Linked DNA regions of Mus musculus: regions 2, 3, 4, 5, 6 and 7 are each linked to region 1. A link is a contact called in public HiChIP or PLAC-seq and promoter capture Hi-C data. All regions are on one chromosome and are shown on one strand. Each heading gives the region's core, a stretch centred on a gene start, on an enhancer-like site or on the middle of the called end of the contact. The rest is flanking DNA. Distances are from core to core; before and after follow the strand shown.

What was found. Promoter capture Hi-C pulls out the DNA fragments that hold promoters and counts their contacts. HiChIP or PLAC-seq counts read pairs in DNA pulled down with a chosen protein or histone mark. Capture Hi-C pulls out chosen DNA fragments and counts their contacts.
Region 2: a contact with region 1 is called in a promoter capture Hi-C map of pre-B cells, with 3 times the contacts expected there. The contact joins the promoter of 1700113A16Rik here to the promoter of Khdc4 in region 1. A contact is called at or near these places in 1 of 39 promoter capture datasets (pre-B cells), 2 of 115 datasets of contacts at active chromatin or transcription factors (bone marrow-derived macrophages and double positive thymocytes) and 1 of 9 other capture datasets (liver).
Region 3: a contact with region 1 is called in a promoter capture Hi-C map of liver, with 6 times the contacts expected there. The contact joins the promoter of Clk2 here to the promoter of Khdc4 in region 1. A contact is called at or near these places in 21 of 39 promoter capture datasets (the 3T3-L1 cell line, 3T3-L1-derived adipocytes, the C10 cell line and 14 more), 8 of 484 Hi-C or Micro-C datasets (CD8 T cells, LSK cells, cerebral cortex and 3 more), 14 of 115 datasets of contacts at active chromatin or transcription factors (the SCID.adh cell line, astrocytes, cardiomyocytes and 10 more) and 2 of 9 other capture datasets (adipose tissue and macrophages).
Region 4: an HNF4G HiChIP or PLAC-seq map of pancreatic cancer cells shows a contact between it and region 1. The contact joins the promoter of Pklr here to the promoter of Khdc4 in region 1. A contact is called at or near these places in 5 of 39 promoter capture datasets (cranial neural crest, frontonasal cranial neural crest, liver and 2 more), 4 of 115 datasets of contacts at active chromatin or transcription factors (bone marrow-derived macrophages, embryonic basal ganglia, large pre-B cells and 1 more) and 3 of 9 other capture datasets (adipose tissue, liver and pancreatic islet).
Region 5: a promoter capture Hi-C map of adipose tissue shows a contact between it and region 1. The contact joins the promoter of Fdps here to the promoter of Khdc4 in region 1. A contact is called at or near these places in 14 of 39 promoter capture datasets (the 3T3-L1 cell line, the C10 cell line, the HPC-7 cell line and 10 more), 3 of 484 Hi-C or Micro-C datasets (B cells, cerebral cortex and embryonic stem cells), 9 of 115 datasets of contacts at active chromatin or transcription factors (astrocytes, cardiomyocytes, craniofacial prominence and 6 more) and 3 of 9 other capture datasets (adipose tissue, liver and pancreatic islet).
Region 6: an H3K27ac HiChIP or PLAC-seq map of embryonic stem cells shows a contact between it and region 1, with 5 times the contacts expected there. The contact joins the promoter of Paqr6 here to the promoter of Khdc4 in region 1. A contact is called at or near these places in 13 of 39 promoter capture datasets (the 3T3-L1 cell line, the C10 cell line, cranial neural crest and 9 more), 1 of 15 datasets of contacts at CTCF or cohesin (the NIH/3T3 cell line), 24 of 484 Hi-C or Micro-C datasets (cortical neurons, embryonic stem cells and nephron progenitors), 8 of 115 datasets of contacts at active chromatin or transcription factors (double positive thymocytes, effector CD8 T cells, embryonic stem cells and 1 more) and 3 of 9 other capture datasets (adipose tissue, embryonic stem cells and liver).
Region 7: a contact with region 1 is called in a promoter capture Hi-C map of adipose tissue. The contact joins the promoter of Slc25a44 here to the promoter of Khdc4 in region 1. A contact is called at or near these places in 3 of 39 promoter capture datasets (the SN4741 cell line, pre-B cells and stem cell-derived epiblast-like cells), 3 of 484 Hi-C or Micro-C datasets (CD8 T cells, cardiomyocytes and granulocyte-monocyte progenitors), 6 of 115 datasets of contacts at active chromatin or transcription factors (the SCID.adh cell line, effector CD8 T cells, embryonic stem cells and 3 more) and 2 of 9 other capture datasets (adipose tissue and liver).

Annotation. Positions count from the first base shown.
Region 1 is chr3:88,684,161-88,687,583 of GRCm38.p6, forward strand. Khdc4 (KH domain containing 4, pre-mRNA splicing factor) reads left to right here and starts at 1,627. Exons shown (of 14, transcript NM_028814.4): 1 at 1,627-1,727; 2 at 2,184-2,406. The coding sequence starts at 1,690.
Region 2 is chr3:88,176,093-88,179,515 of GRCm38.p6, forward strand. It overlaps 1700113A16Rik (RIKEN cDNA 1700113A16 gene), which reads right to left and starts at 1,693. Exons shown (of 3, transcript NR_045997.1): 1 at 1,495-1,693.
Region 3 is chr3:89,163,207-89,166,629 of GRCm38.p6, forward strand. Clk2 (CDC-like kinase 2) reads left to right here and starts at 1,589. Exons shown (of 13, transcript NM_007712.4): 1 at 1,589-1,900. Gm45927 (predicted gene, 45927) reads left to right here and starts at 1,589. Exons shown (of 19, transcript NM_001310017.1): 1 at 1,589-1,900.
Region 4 is chr3:89,134,334-89,137,756 of GRCm38.p6, forward strand. Pklr (pyruvate kinase liver and red blood cell) reads left to right here and starts at 1,809. Exons shown (of 11, transcript NM_013631.2): 1 at 1,809-1,949; 2 at 2,891-3,073. The coding sequence starts at 1,850.
Region 5 is chr3:89,100,176-89,103,598 of GRCm38.p6, forward strand. Fdps (farnesyl diphosphate synthetase) reads right to left here and starts at 1,792. Exons shown (of 10, transcript NM_134469.4): 1 at 1,687-1,792; 2 at 494-656. The coding sequence starts at 634.
Region 6 is chr3:88,362,967-88,366,389 of GRCm38.p6, forward strand. Paqr6 (progestin and adipoQ receptor family member VI) reads left to right here and starts at 1,623. Exons shown (of 8, transcript NM_198410.3): 1 at 1,623-1,657; 2 at 2,062-2,137; 3 at 2,709-2,836; 4 at 2,916-3,118; 5 at 3,194-3,320. The coding sequence starts at 2,087.
Region 7 is chr3:88,423,392-88,426,814 of GRCm38.p6, forward strand. It overlaps Slc25a44 (solute carrier family 25, member 44), which reads right to left and starts at 1,750. Exons shown (of 4, transcript NM_178696.5): 1 at 1,337-1,750. The coding sequence starts at 1,380. It overlaps Gm33513 (a long non-coding RNA gene), which reads left to right and starts at 1,689. Exons shown (of 3, transcript XR_375819.2): 1 at 1,689-1,778.

The sequences.
Region 1 (3,423 bases), core at 377-2,876:
GAGAAGAGGAGGAGGAGGAGGAAGAGAAAGAGGGGAGGAGAGAGAGAAGAAAAGAGGAGGGGGAGGAGGAAGAGGGGAGGAGAGGAGAGAGAGAGGCAAAGGAAGGAAAGAAAGAATGTAGAATCAAAGTTGCTTTGCCATGCTGATTTTAGTCGAGCACATGACTCAACTATTCAAGCCTGGTGTTCTTCAGGCAAGTCTGTTTCCTCAAGACTTATTTACTTTGTGTGGTGTTGGCAACTGAACTTTGGACTTAACTCTGCTCCACACTGGTTCGTCCTGCAATTCTTTCCCAAGTCAAAAAAGCCAAAGACTCTTTGGAGTCTAGCCCTAAAAGATCAAGGGAGCACCTCTCACACTAGTGTGGTTGACACCACAGAGCAGTGTCTTCATCCCTACCACAAATGTATATTTATTTATTATGTGCCCAAACTCTCTATTATTTAGCTTTTAAGTGAATTTTTTTTTTTTTAAAGATTTATTTATTATTATATGTAAGTACACTGTAGCTGTCTTCAGACACTCCAGAAGAGGGCGCCAGATCTTGTTACGGATGGTTATGAGCCACCATGTGGTTGCTGGGATTTGAACTCTGGACCTTCGGAAGAGCAGTCGGGTGCTCTTACCCACTGAGCCATCTCACCAGCCCCAAGTGAATTTTATTCTATGAATTATGTCGGAATGTAAGTATTTCTATAAGCTAGCATTCTGGGTTTGTTTGCTTTCTGTTGGAAGAATACTTGCATAAACGTTAAGGATCTGTTTTTCAGATTCACCCAAAACTCCTTAGAATTCAAAGCTTTTCAGTATATTGAAGAGGCAGTCAAGTGTAAACACACAGCCCTCAGAGAAGGGGATTTCATAACTTTTGATTTTTAATCTCCATTATGACAGTTCTTAGATCAGAGAGCAACTTTCCTTGTGTGCTCCAGGGATCTAACTTACATCGTTGTTTGTCTACTAGCACCTTCGTCTGCAGGGCTATCTCTCAGTCCCTGGCTTCGTTTTTTTTAAAAGCTCCACCTCGCTGAGCAGTTTTTCTCCAACTTTACTTGTTTTATAACAAGTTGTCCAAGTGCTTACGAGTTTGCCAAAACCAATGTTTTTGCTCATGGCCACCAGAACAGCCCCCCCCCCCCCATGCAGCGGGCTGACTGGAGCTTCCTATCCCTAAGGGTGGGTGGGTGGGGGACCCAAAACAAAACAAAAAGAGAAAGAAAGAAAAGGAAGTTGTGCAAATGACTTTGGAAAGAATCATTTCCTTTTTTCATAAGCTGAATCGAGAAGTGCGCTGAAGTCGCCGGCAGGGTTCTCCTCCGCTACAGGCTGGGACTCCACGTGAGCAAAGAGAACGCGGAGAAAGTCGGCTTCATTTTCTGACTTGTCTTCCAGGCAACTCGCTTGCCCACAATAAAAATGGATTCTCCTAGCCCGCAACTCGCTTTTAAACCAGGCCCAACAACCATTTTTATTAAGGGCAAGAGAGCAAGCCGGAGAGTCGACAGGCAGGCACTCCTGTCACTGAGACGCCAGACGCTTTAAATCACCGAGGGTCCAATCGGAATCAAGAGTCCTCACCGGACCCGCCTTACCTCACGGCCGGAAAAGGCCGTGCGTCAGCGCGTTGGGCGGAAGTGGCGGGAGGGCGGTGGTGGGTAGTTGGCGGGTGGTTGACTGGAGCAGGCCGCCATGTCCGCAGGGAGCGCGACACATCCTGCCGCTGGCGGGTAAGGGCTTCGCGGGCCAGGCTGGGGGCAGCGAGCACGGGCCCGGGGCAGGGAGACCGGCGAGGCTGCGTGTGGGCCGGACGGGCCGTCTAGTAGGACGCGTCCGGATGCCGAGGCCGGGGTTCTGGAGAGAATGTTGAGCTGGCCTCGGGCGCCCGGAAAGAGGCCGGCCGCGGTGCGAGAGGGAAGGGAGGGAACTCGGAGCCTTTTAGAAGGACGAGCCAAGGAGAAGGCGAACGCAGAGCGTTCCCGGCCGAGCCGAGTCTCCGGATGGAAGTGACTGGAAAGGAAATGTTTCGTAAGGGGATCGGAATAAGGGGAGTGGGACTGAGCTTTAGATAGGAATCTCGGGCACGTCTCGGGACCATGGCAGGCGACGCGGGATGGAGTGTACGAAGGGGGAGACTACACAAAGGAAGGCCGTGGGCCTCAGGATTTCCCTTTTCCTACCTGTAGGCGCCGCAGCAAATGGGATCAGCCAGCGCCAGCTCCGCTTCTCTTCCTGCCGCCAACGGCCCCAGGTGGAGAAGTCGCTGGCAGCGGGGCGAGCCCCGGGGGCGCCACCACCGCCGCCGCTCCTTCAGGAGCCTTGGATGCCGCCGCTGCCGTGGCTGCCAAGATCAATGCTATGCTCATGGCCAAAGGGAAGCTGAAACCATCTCAGAATGCGGCCGAGAAGGTATTGCGAGCGCTAGACGCTCTGCGCTTCGGGATTTTCTTTTTCCTCCCCTTTCTTCACCTTTCAGTTGCTTGGTCATTGGGGTTAATGAAGATGAAACCGGTTAGAGTGAAGATCACGTTTGGGAGTATTTAGATGATACCTTGTTAAATTGTTCCTGCAAGGCAATGAATGGGCTTTGGTTTTTTTGTTTCAGGCAGAGACTCTGTATATTTAGACCAGGCTGGCCTGCTTGCAGAGATGCCTCTTGCCTCTGACCCCCCAAGTGCTGTGCCCCATCATTGCATCCTGAAGTCAGGCAGTTTTAATTGATGTAGTTCCCTTGTTTTGTTTTTCGAGACAAGTCCACGTAGTCTTGGCTGTCCTGGAACCGTGGTTTAGCCTCGAACTAATGGGGAGATATCCGTCTCTGCCATCTACGTAGGATAAGGACATGCGCAGCCACCACCTGGCTGGTCTTGTTACTTTTATGGACTAGTTTTTGTGCTTAGAAACTTAAACTCAGTTTTTTTTTATGGATATTTGAGGCAATATGTTTTTGATCCATGAAGTTCTGGTATATCAAGTCAGTGTTTTAAAAATACTCATTTGTATGTATGTCTCTCAAGTGTCATAGGATTTGGGGCTTGGCAATGTGAGGGATTGAACTAAGGTCATCTTGCTTGGCAGTAAGTACCTTTATGCTCTGAGCATCTTGTTGACCCTCAGTGAGTGTGTTGGTATGACACACACAGTGTTTGTCATCAGGAAATGACATAGCCGTGGTGAATGTGGGAGGTCGGAGGATAGCCTTGGTATCAGTCTTCACCTTCCACCTTGTTTGAGTCCCGAGTCCGGGTCTCTGTTTGCCGCTGTGTTTATATTAGGCCAGGGATTCCTCATCACTGTCTTCCATCATGCTGTTGGGGCATTGATATGACATGCCTGATGCGTGCTTTTTGGAAATTAAAACTCACATCCTCATGCTTGTGTGGTGATCACTCAAGAGCCAAAATATTTTTTAAAAAAATATGTCTT
Region 2 (3,423 bases), core at 443-2,942, 510 kb before region 1:
TTTTTGGTTTTTCGAGACAAGGTTTCTCTGTTTCCTGGCTGTCCTGGAACTCACTATGAGACCAGGTTAGCCTCGAACGCAGAAATCCACCTGCCTCTGCCTCCCAAGTGCTGGGATTAAAGGTGTTCGCCACCACTGCCCGGCTTTTTTTGGGCGGGGGGGATTTTCTTTTCTTTTTTTTTTTCCATTTTTTATTAGGTATTTAGCTCATTTACATTTCCAATGCTATACCAAAAGTCCCCCATACCCACCCACCCCCACTCCCCTACCCACCCACTCCCCCTTTTTGGCCCTGGCGCTCCCCTGTACTGGGGCATATAAAGTTTGCGTGTCCAATGGGCCTCTCCAGTGATGGCCGACTAGGCCATCTTTTGATACATATGCAGCTAGAGTCAAGAGCTCCGGGGTACTGGTTAGTTCATAATGTTGTTCCACCTATAGGGTTGCAGATCCCTTTAGCTCCTTGGGTACTTTCTCTAGCTCCTCCATTGGGAGCCCTGTGATCCATCCATTAGCTGACTGTGAGCATCCACTTCTGTGTTTGCTAGGCCCCGGCATAGTCTCACAAGAGACAGCTACATCTGGGTCCTTTCAATAAAATCTTGCTAGTGTATGCAATGGTGTGGATTTTATTTTCTTGTGTGTGTGTGCATGAGTGTCCCTGGAGGCTGGAGCAGGGCATCAAGTTTATTGGAGCTAATGTTACAGGCAGTTGTGAGATGTTGGCATGGGTGCTAGAACCAATTCAGGTCAGCAAACATTTTTTGTTGTTTATGTGCATTGATGTTTTGCTTGCATGTCTGTCTATGTAAGGACAGTTGTGAGCTGCCATGTGGGTGCTGAGAATGGAACACAGGTCCTCTGGAGGAGCAGTCAATGCTCTTAACCACTGACTCCCCCAGCAAACATTCTTATACAACACCCCTCTGGTCTCCTCAGGACACATGTGTACATACACATTTTTTTTTAATAAAAAATACTCCCAAGTTGCAACTTTTTGAAGCTGATCTCTTTTTTAGCTGAAGGACGAGTTCCTCGAGTATTGCCATATAAAATAGAACTAGGGTGTGGGTCTCTTGGACTCAGCTATCAAGGTCAGTGGTTCTTAGGAGCAATCAGTGCTGTCTAACTGTTCATGCCACGAGGCCAGTGGTTATTTTGGTCTGACTCATCCTTTAGTCCCATGGGCTATCTTTTCCAGCCTTGTGATTGTGTGGGAACTTGTTCAAGGATCAGCAGATGTGGAAGGGACCCAGGCGATCTCATCTCAGGCTCTGGACCTGAATGTTTGCAGCCTGAAATCACTCACTACCTGGACGAAGAGCAAATCCACTTTCCTGTCCTGTTTCAGACTTGGGTCTCAAATAGAAGAGGTAGCCTTAGCATAGTTTACAGGTCCCCCCCCCCCCCCCCCGTTCTAGCCACCCAGCCTAGCGAAGTTCCTTGGTAGTTTGCAGCAGGTCAGTTCCGGCCTCTCGGGTGAGTCAGATTTACCCCTTAGCCTCGTATTGGCTCAGCTCCACCTCTCGGTGTCTGTCCAGTCTCGGGGAGCGTCTCCACCCTCACAGGATAGCGGCCCAGGACTACTCCTATTTAGGACATGAGCTGCCACGTGCCCAAAGCATGCTGGGTGCCCCTGGGGAGGGGAAGACCCGCAGGACGCCGGATCACGCGCCCGTTACGCACCGCCCCCACGTGACCCGCGGTGTGTTCCGGAGATGAATTGCTTCCGGGTTTCAAAGTAACCCTCCACTCTAAGGCGAAAGGGGGCGGGTATAGAAGGTAGGCTGTAGAGTCGCCTAACATCCATTTCCGTACGTTCTGCCCCACTCCCCCAAGGTGTCGCTGAGACCCTTGACTGCGTCTCCGGGGCTTAGCAGGTGGCAGAGCACGCTCCGGAGCCTCTCGTAAAGTTCCGCCGCGCGTGGAACAAAGGCCTTCAAGCCACGCCCGGCGCCGCCTGCTACTCAGGGGGAAGTAGGTAACTAGGCTCACTCCATTGGCCCTTCGGGTGAGTGATGGAAGCACCGGCCAACCGCTGCCTGCACAAGATGCGTGCGTAGTACTCAGAAGGTTCAGCAAGGGTGAAACTACGTGAAGCTCTAGTTTTGGGCAGTTTCTCTGGGGCTCTGAGGAGGTGCGCATGCGTAAAACCCCCATCGTCAACTTCCTGCACAAATTGAGAATTAGCACCCTCAGCCTTGGCAATTTTACTGAGATTGACAGCACTGCGTAAGATCTGGCATTGCCTGGGCGTTCCAGAAGGAGAATCCGACAGGCGAATGCAACGATTTGTCATTGTCAAAACTGTTAACCACAAAGTCCACGCCGAAAAACTGCGTGATTGAATTATTTAAAAAAGGGGGCTGGAGAGATGGCTCAGTGGTTAAGAGCACTGATTGCTCTTCCGAAGGTCCTGAGTTCAAATCCCAGCAACCACATGGTGGCTCACAACCATCTGTAATGAGATCTGATGCCAGTCCAGGGTGTCTGAAGACAGCTGCAGTGTAGTTACATATAATAAATAAATAAATAAATAAATAAATAAATGAATGGTGTAGTTACATATAATAAATAAATAAACAAACAAATAAATATTTAAAAAAGAAAAAAATCGCGGGGCTGGGGATGTAGCTCCGAGCCCGGAGTTCTGCTGGAGTTCGACCTGGTGTGTGCATATAGGATTAGAAGTTCAAGGCTATCCCGAAATATAAGAGACTCTGGTCTAAAAAAAAAAAAAAAAAAAAAAAAGAGCCACAAATGATTTTGTTTGGAGAAGTAGTCACAGATGCCGTCCACTTTAATGGGCCACAGGTTGGACACGCCTTGCTCTATTTTCCTGTCTTCTGGCGGTAAGATTATAGTGCGAATAGCCTGAGAGCTATTGGCCTGAATCTGTGCAGACACCTTGCTACAGTAGTAAGAATATTTATTTAGAGAGGTTTCACAGTTTGTCTTATACTCTTTCACTCAAGAGGTCCTCACATAACCCTTCTATTGGGATGGAGGTATAGCTTAGTTTAATGGTAGAGCACTTGCCTAGAAGGAGTTCCGTTCCCAGATTACAGTGGCCGCCACATCGTGTAGACAGATCCCAAGCTGAGGCTTAAGATGCTGGAGTCCCAAAAAACACTGTCCAGGTGAAGCAGCCAAGAGGCCCTATCTCCCCACCCAGGGGTCCTATATTGTTAGGGACTGTTGCTCGCAGTGACCTAGTGTCAAGTTGGGATAATTACTCTTTTTTTTTTTTTTTAAGATTTTATTTATATAAGTACACTGTAGCTGTCTTCAGACACACCAGAAGAAGGAATCAGACCCCATTACAGATGGTTATGAGCCACTATGTGTTTGGTGGGAATTGAACTCAGGAACTCTGGAAGAGCAGTCAGTGCTTTTTTTTGGGGGGGGGGGGGTTTCGAGACA
Region 3 (3,423 bases), core at 339-2,838, 480 kb after region 1:
AAAAAACATTTATTTATTTGTATTTTCTTATGTGCATTGAATATTTTGGCTTGCATGTATGTCTGTACACTACATGCATGAAATGCCTGAGGATACTAGAAGAATGTTGAATGGCCTGAAACTGGAGTCACAGGGCACATGAGTCACCATGTGGGGGTTGGTTGGGAACTAATACAGGTCCTTTGGAGGAGCAACCAGTGCTCATAACTGCTAACTTATCTCTCCAGCCCCTCAACAACAACAACAAGAACAAAAAACAAAACAAAAGATAAAACAAAACCAAACCTTTGTTTTTGAGACAGGTTATCAGTGTACTCAGGCTGGCTTTAAATTCATTATATAGCAAAAATAACCTTGATTTCCCAGCAGTGGTGGCGCACGCCTTTAATCCCAGCACTTGGGAGGCAGAGGCAGGTGGATTTCTGAGTTCAAGGCCAGCCTGGTCTATAGAGTGAGTTCCAGGACAACCAGAGCTACACAGAGAAACCCTGTCTCAAAAAACTGAAGTAAAAAAAAAAAAAAAAAAAAAAAAAAAAAAAGGAAGGAAGGAAGAAATAACCTGGATCCTCCTGCCTTCACCTCCTATGTCCTGGGATTGGTTACGTGTATAGGTTGTATGTATGGCTCTCTTGCCAGGGCATTCTGGGCAAAAGGCAAGTACTCCACCAACTAAGCCACATCCTGAGCTGGTTTGATTTTGAAACAGTCTCACACTGCAGCCCATGCGGGCCTTGAGCTCCTCCAAATAATCCTGCCTCAGTCGTCTAAGAGCTGAGATTATGAGCATGAACCACCATGTTTAGCTGCTGCTTCTTCCTTTTCGTTTTCTTCTTCTTCTCCTTCTTCTTTTGTACTATTTAGTAAACTGAAGCTGGAGAGATAGATGGTTCCGTGGTTAAGAGTGCAATCTTCTGGCAGATCCAGCATCCACAATGGTAAGCCCTCAATTGCCTGTAACTTCAGCTCCAGAGGATCTGACTGGCCCCTTCTTCAGGCCTCATGAAAACCTGAACTGAAATGCACATACCCTTCTACAGAAACAAAAATAATTTAAGGTAAATCTAAAAAGAAAGGAAGATGATTCGGTAAATTTATACTTAATACAGATTAGTTAAAACACAACGGCGTCCGATTCTCCTTCCTCTATGTCTGTGCACCTGCCCCAAACATGAAATACTTTTGTGCAGAACAAAGAGGGAACCTTTCTTTGCTGGCGTTCGGAAGCAGGAGGGTATATATTTTCAAGTTTTGTTTGAAGAACCAGACTTCACAAAACCTCACTGGAGTCGTTTGCTCAATAGCGATACAATGTAAATAACTAACAATCCTTTAAAACAGCCAATATTAAATAAGCCACAAATTGTCTTCTGGTGAAGAGCAAGAGGAAGGTGTCATGGGAAAGGATAAAAAGACCTAGAGACTCAACAAACACGTGACAAGCTCCGAGCGCCTCGAGACCCGAACCAAGAGGCGCACCCACCGCTTCTCTAACTCTGGAAGGCGCAGGGGAAGCGGCTCACTGGCCCGAAGGGCCCGGTGTCGGGGGGCGGAGCCCATCAGAGGCTGGGAAGTGACGCAGGACGTGCGTGCGTCTGTGCGTGCGTGCTCGCTCACGGCGGCGGCGGCGGCGGAGCGGAGAGGCCAGAGCCGGAGACCGAGCTGGGATCGGGCCCCGGGCGGGGGCGGTGCGAGAGGCGCCGAGCGGATCCTGGGGGCGGGGACGGAGCCCGGGCGGGCGGGACTGGAGCAGAGCCCGGGAACGGGGCGGGAGGTCCCAGGGCCCCGGGTTGGGGGGTGGAACCGCACTTCGTCGCCGCGGGGGTGCCGGGACTCCGGCCGCAGTGCCGCCGCCATCACGGACTTCCTGTGGGACAAGCGCACGGGCCTCGCCGCCAGAACGGTGAGCGCGCGGGCTGGCGGACCTTGGGGCCGCGGAAAGATGGCTACCGCCAGACGGACGGCAACGGGATATGGAGAAATTAGGAGTGTCGGGCTCTCGAAGCAGCAGAGTAGCGAGATGAGAGGGAGGGAGGTCGACGTGTTTCGGTGTAGCAGCAAGACCTATAGTAAACTTGGAAAAGCCTTAGAAGTGATGAGGTAGACACCGGAGCGGTCCCAGTCGTGCAAAAGTTGGACCAAGGGTTTAATACGATCCGAAAAGTGTTAAGATGGCAGTGTAGAGGAAGAGTTTGAGGCTAGGAAATTATTCTAGCTTCTCTGAGTAAGCAAGGAAGAAACAGGGTTTAGAAGTTAAGAAAGTTAGGCTAGATATGCTTTTCTAGGAAAGAACGCAGTGGCTTTGTTGGTTGGTGTCCAAAGTGAGATTGCATTTATGTTAAGTTAATCAAGATAGGGTTACCTGGGAAAGCCTCGTGCTTGCATCTTCTTGGTTTCCTGTCAGCCACTTTAGGCCAGTGTACCATAGGCTCACTTTCCTTAAGAAGGTTGTGAGGAAGCGGCCGAGAATGGTGACCAGATGTTGGAGTCAAACCTACAGACCTCATGTCCTGGGCCAAGACTGCCCCCGAGGCTCATCGTATTGCTGGATATGACAGTGATTTTGCTCTGATTTTCCCCTTTGACCAAAACAGGACTCATGAACCCTAACTAGTCCAGTTTCATTTAATGGAGGCCCAGCTGCCGGCCAAGTATTACTGATACTAATTAAGAAGTACTTAGTAGGCTAGGGATATAGTTCAGTTGATATGGTGGGGGTCACTTAGCTTGCATGAAGCCCTGGGTTGATCTCCAGCCTTTGTAAGCCCCAGCCATCTGTAATTTTTGCACTTGGAACTGAACTAATATCAGAAAATATTCGTGGCCATCCTAGGCTACATATCAAAATCGACACCAGCTTAGGATATGTCAAGTGTGGTTTTGCAAGTCGTTCATACCAGCACTCAGGAGGCAGACACTAACAAGATCTCTGAGTTCAAATTCTGCCAGATATGCTTAGTAAGTTTAGCCCAGCCAGGGTTACATAATAGAACCTTGTCTCAATAAAGGAAAGAGAGAAAGAAAAGGACTGGGGCAGCGGAACACCCTTTGAATCTCAGTGTTTGGAAGGCATAGGCAGGTGGATCTCTGTGAGTTCCAGGCCAGCCTGGTCTACAAAATCAATTTCCAAACAGCCAGGGCGACATAGAGAAACCCTGCCTCAAACCCAAAAGAAAAGGAAAAGTGCAGTTATTTCCTGCTTAATAAATCCAGTGGTGCTGGGGACATACAGATGGACACACTTCCCTTGTGCTGTTTTACAACTGTGTGAAAAATTTGGCCAGGCATGTGAGAGACATTTGTGGGACCACATCCTGATCTCTGGAACTTGTTGGTGTTTGCTGCCAGTTATCTGTAAAATCCTGGGAGGCTGAATGACTGCCCTGTGACACTCCTAGTCTAGTGGGGGAGAGAAGATGAGCTGTT
Region 4 (3,423 bases), core at 559-3,058, 450 kb after region 1:
GAGCTGGGCACTGCCTTCTTCTCCATGTTACACTCTAAGTACTGAAAGCCTCTCTTACCAGCACAGCTCCGCAGTCATTCTGCTCTGTCTGCCTGTCTCCAAAACACATCTCACAGACTTCTCCCCTCCCCCACAGTGCCACCCAGGCTAGCCTGTCACCTCCCACCCTGATCAACTCCCAAGACTCACCTCTGTCTTCTGAATCCATGACTGTTTACATCGGTCAGCTAGAGCTACCTAAGACCTAACTTGAATTATATTATGTCCCTGGCAGCCATACCAGTGGCTCTTTGCTCAGGCGCCCAGGTTTACCATGGCCACGTCCCCCTAACCAGTTTCTCTTACACAAAAAGCTTTTGTTCCTCAGAGTTATGGGACATATGCAACCTACAGGAAACTCTTTCCTCTGCTGCCCCTGCTGCCCCTGCTGCCCCTGCAGCCCCTGCTGGTGCCTTCTCATCCTTAATAGCTTAAGCATAATCACATTAAAGAAAGCCTCATCTTATTTAAGAGGTGCCTAAGATACACCACTGTCCCACCCGGCCACCCTGCCCAGTCCTATGATCCATGCCTGACACCCCTTACCCAGTTTAAAGTATTTATTTATTTGCTAGTAGTCTGTCATTTCCCCACACACACTATATTAAAACCCATGGAGGGCGAAGGTTCCATCTTTCTATCTGCTTGACTCCCACTGTATCCTCCAGGGTTGTCACTGGCCATTGTCATTGTCATAGTGTCATGGAAGCCTTCCTAGAGAATCCCACTGTTCTAGCAACTTTGCTGAACTTGTAAAGTCACCCAAGAATGGGGTCAAGAGAATCCCCAGTCTAGGGTCATCTGGGATATGGAAAAAAAGTAAGTGCCAGGTGGCCCGTCTGTTGGTTGGGGTAGTTATAGGGAATTTTGACAGCAGGACTGCAGCTTATGCTCATGGTGGTCAGCAAGGCAAGGTCACTCTCCCTGGTGCCTTGGTAAAAAGTGAGTTGGGTGCGATGTCCCCACGATGGCTGAAGAACTCCCCTGTGCTCAGGCTTCCTGTGTTTACTAATATGGTTCGTCAACATCAATCTAAACAAGTTTATCAATTAGTGCCTAGAACTGTTTATAGTTTCATCTTTGGATTCACAGAGGAACAGATGCGAGAAACTGAGATACCCTCTAACGTCTATCAAAGGGTTCCCCTCTGCCAGGTGGTGGTGGCGCACGCCTTTAATCCCAGCACTTGGGAGGCAGAGGCAAGCAGATTTCTGCGTTCGAGGCCAGCCTGGTCTACACAGAGAAACCCTGTCTAGAAGAGAAAAGGAAAGGAAAGGAAAGGGAAGGGAAGGGAAGGGAAGGGAAGGGAAGGGAAGGGAAGGGAAGGGAAGGGAAGGGAAGGGAAGGGAAGAGAAGAGAAGAGAAGAGAAGAGAAGAGAAGAGAAGAGAAGAGAAGAGAAGAGAAGAGAAGAGAAGAGAAGAGAAGAGAAAAAAAAGTTCCTCCCTCTTTTCCACAATCTAGTCCCCACATTCAAGCTCTTGCTCTGAGAATATACCTAAGATTCTTGTCAATAAAATACAAAGAGAAAAGGATTGTATCACTGGCGATGAACTAGTCTCTATTGAAGCTGATGGACTGACAGTATGAATGGACTAAAAATTGACCAGGAAAAACGGATGACCTAGGGGAAGGGAAGATGTGGGGACTGACAACCGACAGCCCTCCAGAAGGGACTCTGTGTGGGGATGGGGCTGCCTACTGGGTGTGCCTCTTTTCTATTCTCTGGCTCCTGCAGATAAGACCAGCAGTTAGGGTACACTCTCCTCCCAGTCTGTGGTTCTTGCAGCCCCAGTCCCACACTTTGGAAGCATGTCTGTCCAAGAGAACGAGCTACCCCAGCAGCTCTGGCCCTGGATCTTTAAGTCCCAAAAAGACTTAGCAAAGTCTGCTTTAAGTGGGGCTCCAGGAGGTAAGAAGAGGAAGGGAAGCCACTGAACAGAGAGGAGAATTAGGGTAGAATCAGTGTTGGGGGTGGAGGCCTTGGGGGAAGGATGCCCACTACAGCCTCTGTTAAATTTGATTTGAGCCTTTGATCCAGGCTCTGCAGACAGGCCAAAGGGGATCCGGCAGCATGGACGCCACGGGGCACTCCCGTGGTTCCTGGACTCTGGCCCCCAGTGTACAAGGCTTCCATTGGCAAGAGAGATGCTAGCTGGTTATACTTTAACCAGGACTGATCTCGTCTGTGCCAGGCCCCATCCCACTGACAAAGGCAGAGTATAAAGCAGACCCACAGACACAGCAGGTACGCAGCAGTATGGAAGGTGCTCTACTGAGCCGGGCTGGGTCAAGCTACGGGGGTTTCCCCCACAAGGGGGCAGGCAGGGGATAGAGCCGCACTGTATAGATGGAGGGAACTTGGAGGGGAGGGAAGTGGGGAAGCCAGAGAGTTGCCTGGAGCTAGAAGGAAGTAAACAAGGAAAAGTAACAGAGAGATTCCAGGCCTAGAGAATGAGATGCCTTGAGACTTGAGGGAGGCTTCTGGGGGTGCTGAGGCTGAGTGGTCTGCTGGGGGGCGGGGTGGGGGAGGGTCTCGGTAACTGGGTCCGTAAGGACTCAGCTTTGAGCTAGACCTAGATTTGAATCATCTTCCTTGGAAGATGCCCTTTTCTTAGACAGTGCATTTTCTCTCTCCGTCTTTTTCCTTCCTTGTAAAGTTGGGAAAGAGCACATCTAACAGCCTGCTCCATAGAACCCTGGAGACTAAACAAAGTAATGTGTGACACTCAGATTGAAGGAAGGCCTCCTCACACAGACCGGAGGGCTGAATAGACACAGGGTGCACTGGCAGGAAGCACATGGGGGATAGGCGATTGTCTGTGCAGGATCCTGAGTCCCCATCTACCGCAGGGCCAGCAGGATACCTGAGACGTGCCAGTGTGGCCCAGCTGACCCAGGAGCTGGGCACTGCCTTCTTCCAGCAGCAGCAACTGCCCGCAGCTATGGCGGACACCTTCCTGGAACACCTCTGCCTTCTGGATATCGACTCAGAGCCTGTGGCCGCTAGGAGCACCAGCATCATTGCCACCATCGGTAAGACCACCCAACCCTGGGCCGCCACACTGGGCCGCCTGCATGACTCTGGTGTCTCCTTACTGTGCTATCTTTGCCATGGTCATTCATTCAACAAATATTTGTGAGATTTGCAGGTGTTGTTGTTGTTGCGGGTGTTGTTGTATTTGCTTCTTTTTCTTTTTCTTTTTTTTTTCTGAGACAGAATCTTCTTATGTTGTAGCTCTGGCTGTTGGGCAGGCAGGTCTCAAACTCAGAAATCCACCTACCTTTGCCTCCTGAGAGCTGGGCCGGGTTAAAGGTATGTGCCACCTTGCTCCACTTGAGGCTGGGTCTTTAAGACAGGGTCTCGGGTAGCCTTGGATAGTTTC
Region 5 (3,423 bases), core at 542-3,041, 420 kb after region 1:
CGTCAAATGTCCAAAAAGTGAAAATAAAAATGTCTGTCTTTAAAAGACTTCCCAATCCAGGCACGGTGGTACTGTCACTGACATAGCACACAGAAGGCTGAGGTGGGGTTTGTGTGTCTGAGGCCATGTGGGCTTAAAAAACATGAAACTCTGTCTTAAGAAAATAAACACTGGAAGGAAATAGGTAACTCCAGTAGAACAGTCTTTCTAACAATACAATAACTTCCCTCAGGCCTCAGTGCCAACAGCCTCATGGTATCTACTAAGATCCTATCATAGTTTCAGGGCATGAAATCAAACTTTACTAGGTCCAAGGCTACTCTCAAGCAAGGCTCTCTGGATGGTCAAAAGTCATGGAGCCAAACATCCCCGAGGAGGGCTGAAGTGCAGCAGAGACCCATCTACTCCAGAGACCCAGGTAGTCACTTCGCTCTTATCGAAACCCCTCATGAATCCACACCTCTACCAGCTTCTTCAGTCCTGAATGCCTCACCTCCTTGAGCCGGGCAATAGCATCCCCTATCTCTGGGTGTCCCAGCTCCTTCTCAGTCAGCACCTTGACGATCTGGGAGAAGTGCTGGATGAAATTCTGCTTTTCTTGGTTATAAGCATCCAATTTCTGGTTCCCATTCATTCTGACAGAGGAGCTAAATGCTCTGAGGGAAAAAAAAACACACACACAAACAAATGAGAGGGTGGCTCGGGTGCTTCCCTCCCCGAAGCCCCACACCCCAACCACACTCACCGAGGCTCCTCTGTCCACACTTGGCACCACCAGCGGGCACTGTGCCAGGCCCCCAGGACTGGACACCCATATGCCAGGGAGGGTCGTTGTAGGAAACCAAGCCACCTCTCCCGGGGTGCCCAGCAGGGGGCTGGCAGCAGGAAGACCCCCAGAGATCTCAGCCAGCAGGACAGGGGCATCCTGGGTGTGCATGGGGGTGGGGGCACCAAGCACTCCCTGCAGGAGCAAGCACCGAAGGCAGATGCTTGGTAGCAGTTACCTAAGGTATCCCCCAAGCCAAGCTTGTTACCTCCTGCATTAGAACGCCCCACCCCGCTTCTAAACTCAAGAATTACATAAAAAACACACAGGAAATGAAAAGTTTGTCGGAGTGACTGAGATCCAATAGATCTTCACTTAAACCGAAAATGGCTAAAACTGAACACTTTCTACTTCCAAGGTTGCGTTCACTACAATTCGGAACATTGTATTACGGGAATTACGGGATGCAAGGTCCTTAAGTCACAATGTTAATGGAGACACCGAACTGAGGTTCAGTGAATGTAAGAGAGCTGAGCTGACGAAGAGCCAAAGCTGGAACCCAGGAGTCCGGATGTAGGGGAAAGAGAGGGAAGCTCTTAGATAGTCCCAATGAGGGGACTGGAGCCGAAGGTGCTGTGCGCTTGTCATCTGTCCCGGCACTGGTGCTAACCGCAGCCGGCCTCCGAGCAACAGGTGGGCGTGGGAGGACTCACAAGAGTAAACTAAAGGCCTGGCGTACGGAAGACTTGAGGAAGACGCCAGCGTTTAGAAATTCACGAAGGCACAAGCAAACCGTTCATTCTGGCCCACCGACCCCAAGCCCCGTAACTCCAACACGGACTGGTCCTTTAGTGCCTCGGAGCTTCACCCGATCCGAGACACGGGTAAACCTCAGCTCCAGCCCCAACAATAGCTCTCACCTGTTCTTCAACGCGGATTCTCCCGGGGTCCAAGATGTTTGCGGCTTACACCTAAAAGCTGAGCGTGCATCCGCTCAGCACTCTGGGAGTTGTAGTTCCCAGTCTCCAGGCTCAGGAGGCAGAACATAAATATAAAACTACGACTCCCGGCATGCCACGGACTAGGCGGCAAGAAACTCAGACTTGTGTCTCAGGGTGGGTGTGGCCTAGTTCGCTGATTGGCTAAATTACCTCGTGTGAGCATGGGCCTTGTGACGGCTGGCCAATGAAAGGGTGGCGCGCGGACCATCAGCCCACTAGGCGGTCGGCGGTGTCGGTACACCCATACCGAAAGCCTGGGAAATTGGCTATCTAATTCCTAGCTATAGTTCTTCCAGTGCTTCTGGTTGACAGTGTTTCTAAGATCCCGGAATAACCAGCCTTGCAGCTTCCTATTTCCAACTCTAGCAAATCACTTCTTACATCTTTGATTCTAGTTAGGTGAAGTCGCTCATTTTTCCAGCCCTTAGAAGGGGTGAGGCAATAAGATCAAGAGTTAAAGCCATGGGGTGGGGCTGGAGGGAAAAAAAAAAAAAAGAGTTAAAACCAATATGGGTCGTGTAATGAGTTTTAGGCTACTTGGAAGACTATATGACTATATGAGAGAAAACAACACCTTTCCCCCAGGTACTTTGGCGCCCTTGAAGCAAAAAGGTAAAAACTCAAAGCAGATGTTAGAACTTTCGGCCTCACAGTTTGCCAGCCCACCACGTTGACTCCTTTTTACTCCACCCCAAACCCCATCGCGATCAGAAAAGAGACCTGAAACTACAAACCACCTCAGACATTAATGGACTTGTCCTTGAAGTATTAGAAATAAGTTTCATTGTCCCAAAGAAAGAGACCACTACCACTCCGGACTAAAAGGTTGAAGGGTCTAGACAAGATAAACTTTACACATTGGTTTATTCTGCAAGGTTTCTCCATGTAGCCCTGGCTGTCCTGGAACTCTCACTGTAGACCTGGCTAAACTTCAACTCACAGAGTGAGAAAATAGTAGATTGAACATGGCTCGCAGAGGGGACTAGACCATGCATAAGAGAAGGTAGGGAGCTTAAGGGAGGGCCAAAACAGCATAGCCGAGGTTATAAGAATGTGAAGTGAGGGAAGAGAAGCTCCTGAGATAGAGACGTTTAGGATAATGGGGGAGCTGAGAAGAGCCAGGAACATGTGATATACTGTGAGAGCCTGGATATACTGGGGGAGCCTGGAGGCCGGCATAATTTTTGTCCCTTCTGCTGCCCATGTAAGGGTAACCCCTTTGGTAAAGGGGAACCGGTTTCACAAGTTCCTAACGAATGCTAGTTTTGGTCAGAATTTGAGGAAATGGAGTTTTCTTTAGAGCTCCTTTGGACAGTAACAACATAAGAAACAGACAAGCCAGGGTAACAAAAATAGTCATGAAACAAACTCATGGTAATACCCAATTAACTGCCAGGATGCCAAGTCTGTGCAAGAAGAGAAGAGCTGTCAACCACTGGCTTTGCAAATGGAAAAGAATAAATTAAGATGGTTATCTCATACTGAGGGAAAAGGCAGTAGACTCCCTGATAGGCAGGCCGACGTGGGAAGGGCTGTGACTACTGAGTAATAGCGATGGTGGACTTCCAAGGTGACTGGCTCCTTCCTCACACTCCTGAGCAGAGGCAAACGTCTCTCAGGTTAGAACAAAGGCTTTGTGAACATTTTCTTCTGAAA
Region 6 (3,423 bases), core at 373-2,872, 320 kb before region 1:
CTGGCCTAAAACTAAGAGGTCTGCCTGTATCTGCCTCTTGAGTGTTGAGATAAAGGCATGTGCCCCTATGCTCTGCCAGTGATATTTTTTTGAATAGTTGTTACCCAGGGTCTTGCCTACCTCCAAGAATCATGCTTTTGTTGATAAGAGTACAGGGGACTTAATGGTTAGACCTAGACTTAGTGATGCTTGTGACCCTACATTGCCCCCTCTGAGGTGCCTGTGAGGTTTGCCTTTGGTTGACTGTAAGTCACTGTATCCTTTGTCATGAGAGTCCGAGCCTTATCCATGTTGAGTAACATTTACACCCTCACCTCCACTCACACAGTCCTGGCTGGAACACTCCGTACCTTTGGGGTGTTTTGGAAGCAGTGCTTGAGTTCCACATCAGTACCACGGAACTGTATCTCCAGCACATGCAGTTGAGTTCTAGGAAACTCAAGGAGGCTTCCAAACTGCTACATAGCCAAGCCAGCCTTAGACTTCAGTGGTTCCTTCCATCTCTCCAAGGTTGAGATCACAGGAAGCACCATACCTGTTTTGCAGAAGTGTTTGATGAATCTACTGTCTGGGGCTGGCTTGGTGTTCCCATCTGGGTCATGTCCTCCAGAAGGGATAAAGGGTGAGGCTTGAAATCAAGGTTCTTTATTCCTACCATCCTGGGGTGGCAACTCAGACGGTGGCAAGGTAAATTAGATTGGTGCATCCTTCCTTCTCAGGTGGGCCAACATTCACCAAGGGCAAAATAGGCATTGCTTTTGAGATGCAGCTGCAGTTGGTTTTGGAGTTCCTGCTAGCAACCTCAGATCGTGGGAGACTCAGGCCAGGTGTCCTGGTCAAAGAAGATTAGATCCCAGCTTGGGCCCCTAGCCTGATCTAGACAGCACAGTGAAGCGGGTCCAGACACACCCTGAAGGGCTGGCTGTGTGCAGGAGGCCAAGTGAGCTGCCTGCTAATGGGGCTGGGCCACCCCGTGCTGCCCCATGACAGGCAGACAAGGCTAAGATTGTTCTCCTGTCTCTCCATTCTGCCAGGCCTGGCCCACATCCTCAGTCACTTTTTTCCCCTGTCAATCTGAGTGGCAGGAACCAGATTCTGCCTGTGGAGTCCAGTCAGCCTGGCTGGGAGCGTGGTCAATCTCTGGGGTAATAATGCAGCTCACATCTGGGGAAATGGAAGTGAAGCACCTTCCCAGCCTCGCACTCCTCACTGCAGCAGAGCTCTCCAGACCCTACTGCTGAGGGCAGAGGGACCTCTCCCCGGTTCAGCTCAGCCTTTCCCGGGGCAGCTGGGCAACACTCAGCACAGGCATCTCTCCTACACCTCCTCTTCACTTGGGATGAAGGGTCTGGGGACCAGGTTTGTGTTGTTAAGCTGGGCAAGATCCTCAGAACCCATCTCAGAGGACAAACTGGTTGTGAAGCCCCCTAGATCCTAGAAAGACTCCAGAATGGGCGGAGCTAGAGGCAAGAAGAGAGGGTGGAGTTGCTGGGAAGTTTTAGTCTGAGATGGGAGAAAGGGTCCTATCGGTCCAGGTCAGTGGCCCCGCCCACTTCATTCGCTCCGCCCCTCCGCCGGTGCCAAGGAATGTGCTGGGAGAGGCGGCTGAGAGGCGGGCGGGCAGGCGGAGCCGAGGCCACCCGGACGCGGCAAACAGGTCTGGGCTGAGGGGCACGGGACCCAGGAGGGGCAGGGGCTCTGAGTATTCCCAAGGGCACAAGTGGTATCCTCTAGAAAAGGAGGACACCCCCTAATTCCTTGCCCTTCTTTAGCAATTTCCTCGAGGGCACCAATTTTGGGTGTGGAGGTCTTAGTCCTCTATGTGGGGCCTCCTGGATTGAGGATTCTGGCCGAGGCGCAAATGGAGTTACTAACAGGAGGCAGCCTCGCTGCTGGGGAGCCCTTCACTGCAGACCCGCAGAGACTGAGGACCTCTGAAGCAGGACTGGATGCCCCAGGCTAGGACCAGGAGGGGAAAGGGGCCACCTGAGTGGCTGACTCTAGTCTGAATCTGGTCATAGGAAACCGGATGGGTGCCAATCCCTGACCTTCTGTCTCCAGGTCAACGTGGAGGTATCCGGCCACCATGCTCAGTCTCAAGATGCCTCAACTCCTTCGAGTCCATCAGGTCCCCCGGGTGAGGGGCCCCAATCCATCAACCTCGCCTTCCTCAGAGAACTCATTGGGGCAGAGCTTTTTCTCATATTAGCTATTTGGGAAGTTCTTCCTGCAAGCTAACTTTCTTACGTTTCAATTTCAGTATAGAACGTGTGACCTCTACTCACATTCCTAAACGTCCCTCCTCTCAGAATCCCCATCTGCAGAACACCCTGTGTGTGTGTATTCCCCCATCCTATTTAATCCCAATATTCTGGTTCTGTTGTTTGCCCTGTGGGTTTGGAAGGCTGGTAAGAAATAGGTTGGGTTGTGTTTGACTTGGGACCACTGCAATCTCTAGTGCATCTTCTATCGTGTTTCCAGACACCTCTTATTTTGTTTTTTGTTTCTCGAGACAGGGTTTCTCTGTGTAGTCTTGGCTGTCCTGGAACTCTGTAGACCAGGTTGGCCTCGAACTCACAGAGACCCACCTGCCTCTGTCTCCCAAGTGCTGGGATTAAAGGCATGAGCCACTATGCCCGGCTACCTGACACTTCATGGAGGGGAAAGGCCTGCTAATGATGACTGCTCTGCTCCCCCACCACCCCCAGGTGTTTTGGGAAGAAGGCATCATGTCTGGCTACCGATGCCCCACAAGCTCTGCCTTAGACTGTGTTCTCAGCTCCTTCCAGATGACTAATGAGACGGTCAACATCTGGACTCACTTCCTGCCCACCTGGTGAGCGAATTAGGTTCAGACGGGTGCCAGGTGGGCAGGGGCACTACGGCCCCAGCGCCTGAGCAGGTGCCTGGCGCAGGTACTTCCTGTGGCGCCTCCTGGCGTTAGGCAGCCCGGGCTTTCGCGCGGACCCATACCACCTACCGCTGCTGGTCTTCCTACTGCCCGCCTGCCTCTATCCCTTCGCATCCTGCTGTGCGCACACCTTTAGCTCCATGTCGCCTCGTGCTCGTCACATCTGCTACTTCCTGGACTACGGGGCGCTCAGCCTCTACAGCCTGGGTGAGCTGAGGGCAGTGGGGTTGGATGGTGGTGCAGAGGGTGAGCCCTCAAGCCTCAGCTCGCACCTCGCCACAGGCTGCGCCTTCCCCTATGCCGCCTACTCCATGCCGGCCTCCTGGCTGCACAGCCGCCTACACCAGCTCTTCGTGCCCGCTGCTGCGCTCAACTCTTTCCTGTGCACCGGCCTCTCCTGCTACTCGCGGTGGGTTCTGGGCATCCCCAGTGTCTGAAAGGGTAGGCAGGGCTCACCCCATTATTGTTGAGCCACCCCAGTACCCTATGCAGTACGAGGGAGGCATTCCTGT
Region 7 (3,423 bases), core at 500-2,999, 260 kb before region 1:
GGAATTCTGAGTTCGAGGCCAGCCTGGTCTACAGAGTGAGTTCCAGGACAGTCAAGGCTACACAGAGAAACCCTATCTCAAAAAAAACCAAAACAAACAAACAAAAAACCCCAACCAAACCAACAACCAAAGCATTGTTTGTGAATCACTAAGTGCCTTCTGTACATCCCATCAGATCGCCCAGACCAGGGAGCGTTTTATGCTTGAAGTTATCAAATGAAATGGAAAGTAGACTAGCTCAAATATGCACGTGTTACAACTCTCCTCACATAAGCAAAACTCAGAACTACTCTCTTGCTTTGCTTTGCTGCCTTTGCTGCTGTTTTGTTGTTTGTTTGGTATGAGTTTCAAGTGGCCCAAACTGGCCTTGAACTTCTGAGCCTCTTATCTGCAATTCCTAAATGCTGGGATTATAGATGTGAGCCACGATAACACTTGCCGGGTTTATTCTGAGCTGTGTGCTATGCGCATTCTACCAACTGAGCTAGATCTTTGGCCCTTGGAGTTAACAACTGTGGAAGGATTTTGCTAACAGTAAAGTATTTCCCTTACTGCACAAGGTTCTACTGAGCAGGGTTACTCCAAGTCCTCACCAGCCATCTGGTCCACAGATGGCATGGACAATATAGTTGTCTATATAAGAGCAGACCTAGGTGTGGTAGCACAGGTCTATCACACTAGCCCAAGGGGGCTGAGGCAAGAGAAACAGGAGTTTAAGGTCAGCCTGGTTTACACAGTAAAACCTGTCTTGGGGGTCAGAGGGGACTCAGGCCATACTGTAAACCTGCTGATAAGAAACAACACTCTAACATCTCTAGATAATATATGGATTGTAAAATGTGAGAAGCATTGCTTTACTTATTCCAGCTTGTCAGTTTTATAAGAACTATAACTATTCTCAGATTCCAGCATCATTAGAACCAGGTTAGGAGTCCTCTGATTCCATCCTTGGTAGTGGACACAATGATGATTAACTGGTCCATTCCAATCAGCCACTCCCACCACATCGGGTCAACTCCTGACCAGACACCAGGCTGCCATTCTCAGACAAAACAGATACTTCCCAGCACCCTCTTTTCTTTCTCTCTGCCACTTCAGGTTCTGCATTCTGGGAGCTGTCACCCACATAAACGCGAATTAACTGTCCCGCTAGCTATTCATTGCCCTTCACTAGGTCCTGACTATGTCGCCTCCCAATCTAAGCCTCCTCCCTCCGGCATGGTGAGGTTCCACCTAGTCTTCATTGGTCTTCAATAGATTTCCACGTGATCCTCCATCACACACACCACATGACAATCCCCTCCACACACTCCACGTGACACCCTCCTTTATGCACCTTCTGTCAGGCTCTTGCACGGCCAATTCAGAGTCCCCGGGCATACCCCTCGTCAGGCTTCTCTAGCTGTCAGTCTCTCATGCTCCTCGGCCAGGACGAGATGCCTCGGGGGACTTGCCTTTCGTTGCCAAAACTGCAGAGCGGCTTCCCATGGCGATGCAGCCCCGCAGAACAGACAGATATCCACTGCCTCCTCGACAGGTTGAACCTTAGGTACCTCTGATCCTTCAAGACACCTAAGCACCGTGGTCGCTTTCCTTCTCAGACCCCAGCGCTTTAGCCGCGTCTGAGACTGGGACTCCTAGACCGCAGCCCCCGCGCTATCCTCCAGTCCCAGCGACAGCCAGACTCGGTTCGCATCTTCCTCCATCTCCACTGGGATCCCGGTATTGCCGGAACCGGAAACTGAGATGCTGTCATTCCCTCCCACTGTGAAGCAGCGGTAATTCCACCAATGGCATTATCAGCCTTTGAGCCTCCCTCTAGAAGCGCCTCTTCGGCCATCTTGGATTAGGGAACTAGCCCCGCCTCCTTTAGCTTCTATATGCCCTCAAGCCAACCACGCAAACGAGTCCTGCTAGGGGACTTCGTAATTGGCTGACACTTAAACCCAGAGGCAGAGGACTCTGCTCCCTCTCTCCCTCCCTCCCTCCCTCCCTCCCTCCCTTTCTCTTTCTTTTTCTTCTTTACTTCTCTCTCTCTCTCTCTCTCTCCTTTTTTTTGTTTTACTTTCATTTCTTTTTGGGAAAAGTCTTGCTACCAAGACCTGGGGGGCGTCCAACTCATTAATTCCCCTGTCTCAGATTTCCAAGTGCTAAGATTGCAGACCTGCTCCTCCACTCCTGGTTTCTGGGACTCTTCTTGACAATACAGTGAAGTCACCTTTTGCTTAAAGATCTAGTGGAATCTTTATATTCAAACCTAAATTTTAGAATTCGAATTTTAAGTAGAGAGGAGGGGAAATCTAATCTTTAGTTTTTCCGTAGCTTTTTCTCATATTTGGAGCCCAAACAGTAGAGGTAAAGGAAGGCACGATAAGGTAGCTAATTTTCAGATATAGTAACTCAATTTGGATAAACAGCGGTGACACCAGCTGTGGGTCTGGTTTTACACATATATATATTTTTAAAAGGTGTTTGTTTGTTCTATACTTTCAGTCTATGCTGGTAAGATTTTGTTTTGCCGGGCGTGGTGGCACACGCCTTTAATCTTAGTACTTGGGAGGTAGAGGCAGGCAGATTTCTGAGTTCGAGGCCAGCCTGGTCTACAGAGTGAGTTCCAGGACAGCCAGGAATACACAGAGAAACCTGTCTCAAACCCCCAACTCCCGCCCCCCAAAAAAGATTTTGTTGTTTTGTTTTTGTCAGCTTGATGTTGGCTAGATTCATCTGGGAAGAGGAAATGTAAATCGAGTAATTGCTTTCAGTGGACTGATTTGTTAGCATTTTATTGGTTAATGACTGATGTGGAAAGGCCCAGCCCAGTGTGGGCTGTGCTACCCTTGAGCAATCTGAATGTGAACCCAAGGAGAAAGCACTATATACTCTCTCTTAGTCTCTGTGTCAGTTTCTGCCTCTGGGTTCCTGCCCTGCCTTGCCTTTATTATGAACTGTAACCTGTAAGGTTAAATTAATCCAGGTTGGGTGTGATTGCACAAGCCTTTAGTTCCAGAACATCGGAGGCTAGGCAGAAGGATCCCTGTGAGTTCAAAGCCAGCGTGATCTACATAGTGAGTTCCAGGACCTACATGAATATATAAAGAGACTGTTTCAAAAAAAAAAACCAAAAAAACAAAAAAGATCAAAGAAAAGATAGAATAAATCCTTTGTCAAATTGTTTTTGGTCGTGTTGTTTATCACAGTAATGGAAAGCAAACTAGGACACAATCTGTCTTTTTTTTTTTTCAACTATACTGATACATAAAAACAAAGTTTGAATGTAGTAATTAATGGGTACCAGGTGATTTTGTTTTGAGACAAGGTCTCACATTGTAGCCCAAGCTATTCTGAAACTTACCATGGTCCTAGGGTAACTTCAGATTTATAGCAGTGGTTCTACCTCACCATGGCATGTTCTGGGATTACAGG